Linked DNA regions of Mus musculus: all the other regions are linked to region 1. Evidence: chromatin contacts called from public HiChIP or PLAC-seq, Micro-C and promoter capture Hi-C data. All regions are on one chromosome and are shown on one strand. The core of a region is the stretch at or near the end of the contact, and the rest is flanking DNA. Distances in the headings are between cores, read along the strand shown. Region 1 holds the start of Rab11fip3 (RAB11 family interacting protein 3 (class II)). Region 2 holds the start of Clcn7 (chloride channel, voltage-sensitive 7). Region 3 holds the start of Unkl (unkempt family like zinc finger). Region 4 holds the start of Cacna1h (calcium channel, voltage-dependent, T type, alpha 1H subunit).

Region 1 (3,159 bases), core at 465-2,964:
GCCCCGCGTAGGGCAGCAGTCTTCCAGCTCCTCAGGCCAACTGCTCCGGACTTTGGGCTTCTCTGGCTCTTTAAATTGAAGACACGAAACTATGGGTTCCTCTCGATCCTCGGGCCAGAAGCAGGGTGCATCGGGCTCTTCCTGCCAGCACCGCTTTGTGTTCTGCTCCTCCGGCCAGAGGCACAGCACCTGGGGCTCCTCTGACCAACATCGTGATGGATCGGGCTCGTCTGGTTCATTGGCCCAGAAACACGGTGGGTTGAGAGCATCCGGCTCCTCGGATTCCTCGGGCCAACAACAGTGAAGTGCATCGGCCTCCTCTGGTTCCTTGACCAAGAGGCACGGTGCATCGGGTACCCCCTGCCACAGGTGAGAGACATCAGGCTCCTCTGGCTCCTTGGCCGAGAGGCACCCTGTGTCCGCCTCCTGAGGACAGCTGTGAGAGGCATCAGGCTCTTCTAGCTCCTTGGCCAACAAACACGGTGCCTCTGACTCCTGGGGCCAGCAGTGAAGGGCGTCAGGCTCTTCCAGCTCCTCCGTCAAGAGGCACGGTGCGTCGGATTCCTCCCACTTTTTGGCCAAGAGACAGGGCACGTCGGGCTCCTGGGGCCAGCAGCGAGGGGCGTCGGGTTCCTCCAGCTCTTTGGCTAAGTGGCACGGTGCGTCTGGTTCCTCCAGCTCCTTAGCCAAGTGACAGGATTCGTCGGGCTCCTGGGGCCAGCAGCGAGGGGAGTCGAGGTCCTCCAGTTCCTTGGCCAAGTGGCACGGTGCGTCTGGCCCTTGAAGCCAGCAGCGAAGGGCATCAGGTTCCTCCACCTCCTTGAGCAAGTGACAGAATGCGTCTGGTTCCTGGGGCCAGCAGCGAGGGGCGTCGGGTTCCTCTAGCTCCTTGGCCAAGTGGCACGGCACGTCGGGCTCCTGGGGCCAGCACCGAGGGATGTTGGGTTCCTCTAGCTCTTTGGCCAAGTAGCACGGTGTGTCGGGCTCCTGGGGCAGGCAGCGAGGGGCGTCGGGTTCCTCCAACTCCTTGGCCAAGTGGCACGGTGTGTCTGGCTCCTGGGGCCAGCAGCGAGGGGAGTCGGATTCCTCCAGCTCCTCTGCCAAGTGACAGGATTCATCGGGCTCCTGGGACGAGCAGCGAGGGGCATTGGGCTCTTTGGCCCAGCGACTAGGAGCGTGAGGCTCCTCTACCTCCTCGGGCCAGCAGATTGGCGCGTTGGGTCCCTCTGGCCACCGTTGAAGCTGGGCGTGTTCCTCGGGCTCTTCTGACCAGCCGCGAGGAGCGTCGGGCCCCACCAGCCCCATGACCCCACGCTGGGGCCCAGACGCTGGCTGGTCGTGGTCTGACAGGGAGGTCGGCTGGCACAGCTCCATGATCCGGCGCCGGCTAAACTAGGGATGATACGAAAGGCGCGGAAGGCAGACAAAGGCGCTCAGGGCGCGGCGGCGGGCGCGGGCATCCCCGCGGCGACGCGGGCGGGCGCGCGCGGGGCGCCCGGACTGCTGAGGCTGGCGCTCGGGCCCTGCTCCGCCCTCGCCCATCTTCGCACCGCACCTTAGCGGCTCCCGGCCCCGCAGCGCGGCTGGCGCGGGCCCATGGCAGCGGCACAGTCCGGATGATGTAAGGACCCAGTGGCGGGGAGTGGACGGTGGGAGACAGGCACCGGCCGGGCAGCGGAGGATGAAGCCAGAGCGCCTGAGCTTAGGAACCCAGTGAGGGACGCCGGCGCCGGCGCCGGCCCGCCCTCCGTCGCGCGTGACGTCAGCACGCCGTGTAACCTGATCACGCCCCCATGGATTGCTATAAAGGTGAGTTCGAAGAGGGCACAGCTTAGGGGCGACGGTGCTCTGCCCAATTCGAGTTTTCCGTACGATTTGCGCGAGTGGGATGAGTGAAGTGTTCTGTCGCAGGAAGAGGCGCCCGAGAATAGGTTTTGGAAAACTATTGCTGAACGGGAACAAAACATTCGCATATCCCAAAAGAAGCCGCTAGTCCCTTCTGTGTGACTCCTTCACAAACTGGTGGTACAAACCAGAATATTAATTGGCAGCAAGTAGGAGCGAAGGAGCGCTCGAATTGCCCCACCAGGTAAGGAATTATCCAAAGTCTCTCACACAAGGACAGGATCTAAGGGGCTCACACATTCATCCACAGGAGCGCACAGTAAAATAAAGAGGCACAGATGTTGTTTTACTTTGATATGTTGTTTGGTATCTTTTTGAAACAGGAACTTGTGCAGCCCACGCTACCTTTAACTCCTAATCCTGCCGCCATGGATTGTAGACTGGCCCAAACAACCCTGCTCTGAACATGTTTTTAAATTACATAAACAGCGCTTATCTCTTTATTGCTAACTAATGCCGTTATCATCATCAAAGGGTCGTGCTCAGAGATGCGGAGCAGTTGACTAAGCCAGTTGGAAGCAATGAGGTGCATCTAGTCAAGAACTAAATTTAGCCATTTAGCCAGGGGAAACTATGAACCAATTGTACACTCGTGGGCACCATGGACAAGTATGGTTTCATAAGCAGTTTTGGCAAAAGCTGAAAACTGAACTCCGTTTCCAGGTGTACAGCCAGCTAATCTACTGAGTCATCCCCAAGCAAAACTCCCAGCATATTATAGGAGACTTCCAGCAGCTGGGAAAAAGGAAGGTGATGTGCTCCCTCCCTAAAATGTAGTCCTATTTTCCTGTAAGAACTGAATGCTTTTGTGAGGAATATATATATTGAAAGAATAAAGTCCCCTCTATCTAATGCAAGGACTGGAAATTCCCTTTGACTGACAAACATTCTCACATGCAGTTCCAGTGAGTGCCAACCTTTCTATTTAGTGTGTCATGGTAAGTATCCACCTGTCCTTTGGTGTTCTCAGTCAAGATCAGTTTTCTGAGGAGCCAGGTGTTCCTGTTGTGTGCCAAAACTAAGAAAAATATTTATGACTTCCAGCATTTGTGTGCCCAAATAGAACCAGTGTGTAGAGAATGCACACCTCCTGGCTCAGACCAAGCAATGGGGCTGCAGATGAAAGGTTATAAGGAGTCAGGCGATGGGCTGGTGAGATGGCTCAGCACTAGCTGCTCTTCCAAAGGTCCTGAGTTCAAATCCCAGCAATCATATGGTAGCTCACAACCACCCATAATGAGATCTGACTCACTC
Region 2 (3,159 bases), core at 454-2,953, 940 kb before region 1:
TCTCTGTTAAATGTAGCTTTCACATTATATACCTATTTCCTTCATTAAGTGGACACTTTCTTCCTTGCTTCCTTCTACCATCCTCTGTAATGCAACTGCCATGACACTGCTCAGAAGTAAACTTTGTAACATCGTTCTTTCTCTGTAGAGTGCCACCCATGATTACAGTCACTCTCGGGTCCCTGAAGTTGTAGTATCAAATCCCAATCCTTGCCCCTACATAATTCAGGATACATCTAAGAACAACTTTGTTGATGTAACACCGATACTAAGGCAAACTTAATCTTCCTAAAATACTATTGCCTAAAGCAACCTGCGGCTAGTTAATGCCACGCCCATGTGCTGTCCTAGTCTCCTCCTCGGAGGAACCCCAGTCTTTCCTAATTTGGCACTTCAGGGTGCCACGGTCCACCCAAGTCGGTTATGGGGGTCTCTGGAATGAGGGTCCTCAAAGCTAGGTGGGTAAGGATTCGGTGGTGACAAACAGAAACAAACACAGAGGCAGTTTGAATCTGAGTGCATTTTGCAGCTCTCAAGCAGGGGATTTTATACATTAAAAAACCAAACATTACATCTCTTAGAAACTATATCCAGTGAAACAATCACAAATACCAACAAAAATCATTTGGCACAGTAAAGCACAAAAATCATCCAAGCATTACAACTCTGAAACTATGCATTCAGTGAATCACAAACAGTACAGGTAACATCATTATTAATATAAATCATCAAAATATAACAATTCTAAAAGGATGTATTCAGTGGGGGCTGTTGTCCAAGTCTAGTGGCTTATTTCTAGGAGCAGGTTAATAAATCTTTAATGGTCAGTGCTCTTAACCACTGAACTAACTCTCTAGCCCCATGGTCAATTACTATTTAACATCTAGTATCTGGGTTTTTTCTTTTTCTTTTTTAACAAATCTTCAATATGTAAATTCAAACTATTTTAATTCTTTCTAATTAAGGCTTTCTTTACCATACACCAAAATCCACCTCCGATGACACACGTGCAGCCATATGAAATTTTATTGTTGGGAAAGTTTTTATCTATCGTAATAGTTTTGTAAATGATTTAGAAAGTAAGGCATTGTTTTCCCGGGGGATAAGGTCATGTTAGTGGCCCCCATCTCTAGGGTTGGTTTCTTACCCATTATTCTTGCTTAAGATCTTGGCCTAGGCTACCAGGAACATGTAAATAAGAAAAGGAATAAGAGAAAACAAAACATTGCCATAAGAACTACCACTCAATATTTTTTTCTCCGGCGAAGAGTTCCACACCGGTTCCAGGAGGCCTACCCCTTTTGAGGTCAATAGCCTCAGTTTGTGGAACTTGTCATACAGATCCTACTGGAAGTGGTGTGGCATCAGGGTCTCAATCCCTTTCCCGGAATTGCAGCAGTTTGGCTGCCCTTTGAGCACAGGAAACACATGAAGCCAACTTAGTTGAGAGGGACGATTCCAGAACTTTTACAGGTAGTTTATTTTTTTTTTTTCCATATCATCTCTTGGAGGACTAGGCGTGCATCTCGGGCTGGTTCTTCTCTGGAGTTTGGGTCACTGCCTTCAGTGAAGACACTAATTGCTAGGGATTTTGAGTTCTAGGTTTCTACCCTGGGCTGCAACGACCAGTGAACCACAATTCCCAGGAGACTCCGCGCTCCCGGATCTTGCCGGCCTCCGTCGTCAGTCACGTGGGCACCGATGATAGATCACGTGAGACCTGGGCGCGGGTCACGGGAATGCTGCCGGTCTGCCGGCTGTTCTTGTTGAGTTTGGTCCTCAGTGGGCCATGGCCAACGTCTCTAAGAAAGTGTCTTGGTCCGGCCGAGATCGCGATGATGAGGAGGGGGCGCCACTGCTTCGAAGGACAGGGCAGCCTGACGAGGAGACGCCGCTGCTGAACGGAGCTGGGCCGGGCGCGCGCCAGGTGAGGCCCGCGGGCCGGAGATGCAGCCGCCGGGATCGCTGCGCCGGTCCTCAGTGTGCTGGCGGGGCCCAGAGGGAGGCCACGGTGCTCTCCTCTGTTATTTTTTTGAATCCTGGAAGACTTTTATTTTTGATAGCCTCGCACTCATAAACCTCTTCTTTCTTTCTCTTTGAACCCCTTCTTCCCATCTCGTTCCTCAGTGGCTACACCATCAGAGAAAATGATACCCTCTCCTCCAGGAACCGTTGTCGCTGACTTTTCAGCAAGAGATCCCAAGACTTTAACGTTGCTTTTGTTTTTTAATTTTACTTTTCGTGGTGAGGGTCAAGCCAGGGTTTACACATACAAGGCAATCATAACGACCTCAGCTCTGCACCCATAGCCCTTGACGTTTCAAGATAAGGTCTCACAGTGAGACCACCAATGAATTCATAATCCTGTCTCATTTTCCCAAGAACTTGGAAGGCCTGGACTACACGCTTGGTAGTTTTCAATTTAAATGGCAGAATTGTGCTTTCGGTGAAAGTGCCTGTCTCCTTTCTCACAGGAGTAATTCCAGACGTTTGGGACACAATTGCAGTGTCAAGCATCCCCACTCATTTTCTCTTACTACCTAGTTGAACTTGGAATGTGCAGCCAGACATGATAAGCAACAAGTCAGAGGCCAGAGTGTGCTCAGCACTGCGAACAGTTTGTGCCTTCAAATGCCTAGCGTTTAAGACCGGGACAGGCTTGTTTACTTGTGTGCTTTTGCTTCTTTTGCCTGTGTGCATCGTGTTAATTTTGAGTCAGTTACTTATATCAATTCCTTGATGTTAGTCTGTTTTATAACTGTCCTTTACCCTTCCTCCTCCTGATGTTAGAGGTGTCTTAACAAACACTCCTGCTGTTTTAAAGGCTAAGAAGAGCACAAGATAGGGCTACCGCATCAAAACTTACATTTAGGCTTTCTTTGCTAGACCCTTGAAGGTGCAGTGGACAGTGAAAGTCAAAGTCAGCTCCTTGTTGCTGGGAAGCAGCTCAGGCCCTTTTGAAGGACGTGTGCTTGTGACTCCGGTCTGCAGTAGTGATCAGAAATAAGTAAGGTGGTAGAGCTGTGTCTGCCTCCCTAGGGTGTTTCTGGGTGGTGTGATTTGTTATCCCTGTTGTAAAGAAAGTAACCTTTGGGGAAGGGGGCTATTGCTGCTCTTGGAGAAGACTCAAGTTCAGGTCCTAGCACCCAGGTCCAGTGG
Region 3 (3,159 bases), core at 415-2,914, 880 kb before region 1:
CTATGAGCAACCATGTAGGTTCTGGGAACTGAACTTGGGTCCTCTGGAAGAGGAGCCATTCACTGTGAGCAATTTCTCCAGCCCCAACAGCCACTTTGTGTAAGCTCTTGAAAATGGAAAGGCTCAGTAGTGTTGGAAGTGAGCTGTTACACAGATAAAAACCTGTTAGTTCTGTTCTGAGCCATAGCCCTCGAGTACCAGCTTCAATAAAAGGACACGTCTGGCCCTTATGTGGGTGTCACAGGTGATGTCTGCAGAGGAATAAAACACATCTTTTGATGAGAGACCTTTGCCCATGTCCACAGTCAAGGTCGCTGAGTTCCACCATCACTGCTATTTGCTCTCTGTCACACCTTACAGAGCCAGCTTCTCTCTCTCTCTCTCTCTCTCTCTCCCTCTCTCTCTCTTTCTCTCCCTCTCTCTCTCTCAGATTCCTTAGGTTGTCTTGTGTGTTTCTCCAGGCTGGACTTGGGGGTTGACCTAGTTTTCATTCCCTATCCCTCAGCAGTCTGAGACACATTTATTCCTCTGTAGGTTCCCCTGTCTGCCCTTCCCTGCTTGCTCATTCTTCTATTTGATCTTTGAAAAAACAATGTTTCTGTTTGCTGGGACTGCCTACAGCTCACTATCCATCCACATGCTTGTGCAACCATTAAAATAAGTCCTTTAAACTAAGTTAACTTCAGGGTCTGTGGGCTAGGGGAAATGCTCAGGGATAAGTGCTTAGCCGGCATGGACCTGGGTCCGGGCACGCACATGGCTCCGGGTTCTACCTCTAGCACCCAAACCAAACCAACTCACTCTCCAAAGTTGTCAACAACTCAAAGAATTTGTCTACAAAAATGTCATATGAAGAAGTCAGTAATCCTACCAGCAAATGGTAATTTTACCTTACTAGTACTTTAAAATATAGCATACATACCTGGACCGTGTATGTCTCTCTGTTAATATTTTAGATCGTGTTTCTGGAAATGGGATAGGTTTTCTGTAATCCTCCTTTCTGAAAACATCCCTCTCTTTTCTGCCCATTCCTTTCAGAACACTTGTGGCTGTGCTACTCAGACTTTATCCCTCAGAGCACACCCGCAGTTAGCAGAGGAGCTGTGGTCACTTTACACACCAGTGAATGCTAGCCCTGGGTTCTCCCGAATTCATCCTAGCACTTGCGAGTCCTGCCCGCCACGTGCAGTTAGCATTCTGCGGACCCCAGATCAGTCTGATTACTGACCACCCTGTACATCCTTTACCCGATGGGCTCATCTGGCAGCATCTTACGCTGTGTTTTTAAAAAAGTGGCTCAACAGAATTCACACTCGGATTATCCTTAAATTCACAAATTTAATAAAGGGGCGACCATCGTCACAGTCTAATTATAGACTTTTTCCAGTTCAAAGAAACCTGTGCCCAACAGCAGCCCTGGACGCAGAGGCCATCATGGGGACTCTACACCAACGGGCGTGTCCCGCCTTGCGCCTGTAACTTGCTGCCGTGGTGGGCCGGCAGAACCTGTGTGTCACCCCCGCCGCACAGCGCGCGTGGGCGAGGGGTCGGTGGGGGCGTGGCCGGCGTGGCGTGCCCGGGGGTGTGGCCGGCGCGGCGGGGGGCGCAGGGGGCTCGGTGCGGGGGGGAGATCCGGGGGCGCCGGCGCGGCGCATGCGCGCTGCATTGTTTTGACTGAAAATGCCGTCGGTTTCGAAAGCGGCGGCGGCGGCGCTGAGCGGGTCCCCCCCGCAGACAGAGAAACCAACCCACTACAGGTCAGTGCCTGGGCTGCGGTCCGTGGCCTTCTGGGCGCTGCGGCGCAAAGCAGCGGCCCGCGTGCGCCACGGGCCCCGGTGTCGCCGCTGTGGGTGCGCCCCGCCCGCGCCCGCGCCCCCGCCGCCAGCTCTTGCGGGTCACGCCGTCCAGGCGCGGGCCGCCGCCTAAGGTGGAGTGGCAGCGCCCAGGGTTTTCGGTGACCCCTGGCTTGGGGGCTGGACTTGCTCCTGGTCTCCGGCGACCCCGCGCGCCAGACTGGAGTCTGGGGAACAGCGCCTGCGTTCGTAGCTCAGGGCCGCGCCTGGGCTGGAGGTGGGCGCACGGCCATCCGGACTCGAGCAGTCGCTGCCTGAGGTTGAGAGGCGGTTCCGGGGTCTGGGGTGACCTCTGGGCTGGGGGCGGAGCCGCACCTAGAGTCCGGTGGCCGCTTGGTTGTGAGCCCGGGGGTCGTTTCTGCGGCGCAGAAGAGGGGTTGCGCCTGGTGTGGGCGGGTGGCGCTTGCAGTCCATCTGGAACCTATGAAGGTAGTCGAGCGGGAGACCGGGACTGAGGATTGAGAGGTGGCTCCAGGGGTCAGGGACTAGAAGGGGGCAGAGAATGGAGTGTACTTCTGTAGAGTTACCTGGGATCAGAGTTGGTGATGGCCTGCTAAGAGGAGGTCTATGCCTCGTGTCCGGGAATCTTCTTATCTGGGGACTGGGAAGTGGTATTTGGGGTCAGGGAACGGAGAGTCTGCCTGACTGGAGTTACCTGGTCTCCGAGTTGGGAAGTGACACCCGGGGTGCTTTTAAAAAAGGAGGGTACCGGGCCATGGCAGTCAGGATCGCTCAGTGTGTGTGTGTGTGTGTGTGTGTGTGTGTGTGTGTATTGCCGGGGGTGGGGGATGCTTCTCGTCTGGGACCCTGCCCCGCCGCATCCCAGGGGCCTCCAGCCGGCGGTGGCTGCGGCCCGCAACGCTGTTTGTCTTTTTAGGTATCTAAAGGAGTTTAGGACAGAGCAGTGCTCCCTGTTTTTGCAGCATAAGTGCAGCCAGCACAGGCCGTTCACCTGTTTCCATTGGCATTTCCTAAATCAGCGTCGTCGCAGACCGCTCCGACGACGCGATGGCACCTTCAACTACAGCCCGGACATATACTGCTCCAAGTACGATGAGGCCACCGGCCTGTGTCCCGATGGTGATGAGTAAGTGGGGTTCCGGTGGGTGGCTCATGGTCTTTCCTCAGGATTGGTGTTGACTCTCTGATCAACAGGTTTTTGAGGTTTCTGGTTTTTTGTTTTTTTGAGACAGGGTGTCTTTATGAAGGCCTGGCTGTCCTGAAACACTGTATGTAGACCAGACTGGCCTCAAACTCATAGTGATACCTGTCTTGGCCCCTTAAAGTGCTGGCATTAAAGGTGTAT
Region 4 (3,159 bases), core at 484-2,983, 640 kb before region 1:
GTTCCGAGCAGTTGCTGGGGGTGGGGGTGGCCGCACTACCAGGCATCATTTCAGCCCCTCCTCTGAGACTATCAAGCCTATCAGGGAGAGCCCTAAAAGGCCACCTGTTCTGGGGCCAAAAGCCTCTTTTGCACCCCAGAAATGTTGCCAGTACTGACCCAACCCTGTTCTGGAAGCTTCAGTGAAAGTCTGTGGCCTTGGGGCCAAGAAAAAGAAGTCACAATCCCTTCCTTTTGACCTAGGCAACTGTGGTGAAGGGGCTCGGGGTCAAAGCTAGCTGCCTCCTGCACACACACACACACACACACACACACACACCCAGCTGTGCGTGACTTAAATCAGCCCCTGAACGGACTTCAGCCTGGAAAAGTGAGTTCTCAAACCAACGTCACTTCGAGGAGAACCAGGGAGCAGCCCTGCCCGGCACACAGCGCCAATGAGCAGGTGGAAACTTTCTCCCTTTCCGGCCCCCAGACTCCAGCGAGGGTCTTCACACAGGCTCAGGTGTTTCCTTTGGAAAGCTAAGAAGGCGGGGATTCCCATCTTTCCCCCCATCCCCCGCCCCAGTAGGACTCCTGGAGTTAACTACCTTTCATTTCCTTCCACCGGCGGCATCCTCGCCGCTTCTGCTCATACTCTCCCGTCCCGAGGTGCCTCTGAACCCAGATTCCACAGGCTAACCCTACCATCTCTGAGAAGAACGCCGCCCTAGCACCCCTACCCAGAGCCCCCGCCGGATCCCACAAGCCGGGTTCACAGGACGTACGCAGAGGAGTCCCACACCCCAGTCCCCAGCGCCCTGCCAACCCTGTAAGGATATGGGTTACAAACCAGTCGGAGGCACCAGCTGCGGGGCCGCGTGGTTTGCCCGAGGCAGAAGAAGACTGTGGCAGCCAGAGCGGGGTATGGGACGGGCTGTTCCTCGTCGGCGCCCAGGTCCGCACCACACTCGGTCCCTGGGCTCTCGGGAGCCAACACGCTCGACCCGGATCCTCGCTGCTCCTCGCGCCCCGGCACCCCAGGGCTCGCTGGGGAAGCCCTCACCGGCGCTGCAGGAGCCGAAGGCGAAGCGCCCAGGGGCACCCGGACCTCGTCCGCTGCCAGCGTGCCCTCGGTCATGGTGGCAGAGGGCAGCACCTGCGGAGAGAGGGGCAGGCGGTGACCCTGGCCCAGGAACGACGCCCCCGCCCCGCCTCAGGCGGAGCGGAGCTGCGGGAACAGCCGCGGCCGCCGGGATGTCTTTGTCTCTCCTTATTAGAGACAAGTGCGCCCCCCGCCCCCTCCCGCCAGCAAAGCCTGGCAGCCCCACCCCCAAGGCCGAGGCGAAGGGTTGCGGGAGCCCTAGGGGCTCCGAGCCCATAGAGCTCAAGTTCAAAGGGTCCCAGGCGCGCAGTAAGCGCGCGTACCCTCCGCATCTCACCTCGCTCCGGTGGCCAGCGGCGTCCCTGTGGGCATAGCCCGGGCGGCGCTGTCACTGGGGACCCAGTCCAGAGCCCGGAGCTGGGCCAGTATCGCCTCCTCGGCCCGCGCCCCCGGCCCACCCGGCACCAGCTCTCGCGGAAGCTCTAGCTCCGGCCCGCCCAGCAGCAGCAACGGTGTCCCGATGCGGAAAACCGCTAAATGCACGGCGGGGCGGGCGCGGACCGCAGGCACGGGCCGGGGGCGCGGCCGAGCCAGAGAGGGAGCGAGCGAGCCCTGGAGCCCGTCCGCGCACAGCGCAGGAAACTTCGGAGTGAGCAGTGGCGGGGAGGCGGGGCGGCGGGGGCGGCCCATGGGGCGGGGCCAACGCGGCCGGGGCGGGCAGGGGGCGACCCTCAGGGACCGAGATAGGGACGGAGAGTGGGCGGGGGTCATCAGCCCGGCCCGCCCCCACCCAGACGTAAGCTATCCCACAACATCCCTTGGTCCGTGTTTCTCCGTGCCGGTACGCCGCCAGCCCCAAGTCCAGGACTGGGCGAACCCGGTCCGCGCCCCCCTCCCCGACCTCTCCTCCCGCCCCATACTGTCTCGCGGGAGAGCACGGCAGCAGGGGGCGCTCGCAGGGATGCTTGGACGAGGGGCGGGGGAAGCGGCGCCAACGTCCTTCCCCACCCCCACTGCGGGGGCGCGGAGCCGGCGGGGACCCCCTCCTTTTCTCGCGCGCCGCCCCTTCTCTTCACTGCTAGGGTCGGCTAGGGGGCGGGGCTCAGCAGGCGTGGGAGGCACGCCGTGACCATGCCCGCGAGGCGCGTGCCCTTCCCCCACCGCGTGTGTCTTGGGTGTGCCGGGGCGCCAGTGTCTTTGGGGCGCGTGGGCGACGTGGGGCGCGTTGCGCGACGCGACACCAATTGTCCTGGGGCAGTCCGGGTACTCTGGTACGCAGCTCCCCCACACTCCTCCCAGTTTCCGCAAACTTGCCGGTGCCCATCCCCCTCCCCCTTCTCCTGGGGACTGGGGCTCTTGGAAGAACCTCGAGAAGGAGTACAAGCCGAGCGGGGCCTCCCAGCACCCGCCAAGGCACACAGAGGGTATATCCTGAGCATGTCGCTGAATCTCCTTTCATACTCCAGTGGTTGCATGACCCTTGTCCCATGAAGGCATGAGCAGAGGGGCTGTTCCCCCCCTCTCCCGCTGGAGGTATGCAGGGATTTTTTTACTTTCTCACAATTACCACACTAGGGCCATAAAATTCCAGCTCTTAGGTGTACATCCACTTAAATTTCAACCAACAAGGGGCTCTTTCACCTTCAGGCCCTGTTATTGGGGAAAACCATTCCTGTCCTAGACAAAGAGCAGCCTCCCTCTGCCCTGGGGTAGCTGGGCTCTTTGGAGGGCCAGAGCAACATAGCAACCTCAGACCTGGATGGAGCCCTGGCAGGGTGAGCTGCAGAGAAGTGGAGTTTCCCATATGTGGTTCTGGGATTCTAAGAGGATTTCACCACTGAGCCTGGGAAGGGCACAGCCTGGGGAAGGAGGTGGAGAACAAGAACCATGTCCTCTGCCTGTCGGTCCAGGCAGGGCAGGCCCCTGGGCCCAACAGCACCTTGTCTTGTATATGTGAACTTTTCAAGAAAAGAAAAACATTTACTCTATTTTAATGCTCCTACTTACCAGTGGGTGGCTGCGGCCCATAATTAAGGTCCTCAAAGAGCAATTAAGGACCTAGCCACCCAGGAGAGG

What was found. Promoter capture Hi-C pulls out the DNA fragments that hold promoters and counts their contacts. Hi-C and Micro-C count contacts between places; a contact is called where the count stands out from the background. HiChIP or PLAC-seq counts read pairs in DNA pulled down with a chosen protein or histone mark.
Region 2: an H3K27ac HiChIP or PLAC-seq map of large pre-B cells shows a contact between it and region 1, with 4 times the contacts expected there. The contact joins the promoter of Clcn7 here to the promoter of Rab11fip3 in region 1. A contact is called at or near these places in 1 of 39 promoter capture datasets (liver) and 1 of 115 datasets of contacts at active chromatin or transcription factors (large pre-B cells).
Region 3: a promoter capture Hi-C map of liver shows a contact between it and region 1, with 2.3 times the contacts expected there. The contact joins the promoter of Unkl here to the promoter of Rab11fip3 in region 1.
Region 4: a contact with region 1 is called in a Micro-C map of embryonic stem cells, with 3 times the contacts expected there. The contact joins the promoter of Cacna1h here to the promoter of Rab11fip3 in region 1. A contact is called at or near these places in 1 of 39 promoter capture datasets (embryonic stem cells) and 1 of 484 Hi-C or Micro-C datasets (embryonic stem cells).

What each region holds. Positions count from the first base shown.
Region 1 is chr17:26,067,804-26,070,962 of GRCm38.p6, forward strand. Rab11fip3 (RAB11 family interacting protein 3 (class II)) reads right to left here and starts at 1,715. Exons shown (of 14, transcript NM_001162868.2): 1 at 1-1,715. The coding sequence starts at 1,374.
Region 2 is chr17:25,131,688-25,134,846 of GRCm38.p6, forward strand. Clcn7 (chloride channel, voltage-sensitive 7) reads left to right here and starts at 1,704. Exons shown (of 25, transcript NM_011930.4): 1 at 1,704-1,927. The coding sequence starts at 1,790.
Region 3 is chr17:25,186,736-25,189,894 of GRCm38.p6, forward strand. It overlaps Unkl (unkempt family like zinc finger), which reads left to right and starts at 1,665. Exons shown (of 15, transcript NM_001197024.1): 1 at 1,665-1,757; 2 at 2,731-2,940. The coding sequence starts at 1,681. BC003965 (cDNA sequence BC003965) reads left to right here. Exons shown (of 2, transcript NM_183150.2): 2 at 1-927. It overlaps Gm52286 (a long non-coding RNA gene), which reads right to left and starts at 2,735. Exons shown (of 2, transcript XR_003952239.1): 1 at 2,381-2,735; 2 at 1,319-2,274.
Region 4 is chr17:25,432,050-25,435,208 of GRCm38.p6, forward strand. It overlaps Cacna1h (calcium channel, voltage-dependent, T type, alpha 1H subunit), which reads right to left and starts at 1,734. Exons shown (of 35, transcript NM_021415.4): 1 at 1,421-1,734; 2 at 821-1,137. The coding sequence starts at 1,119.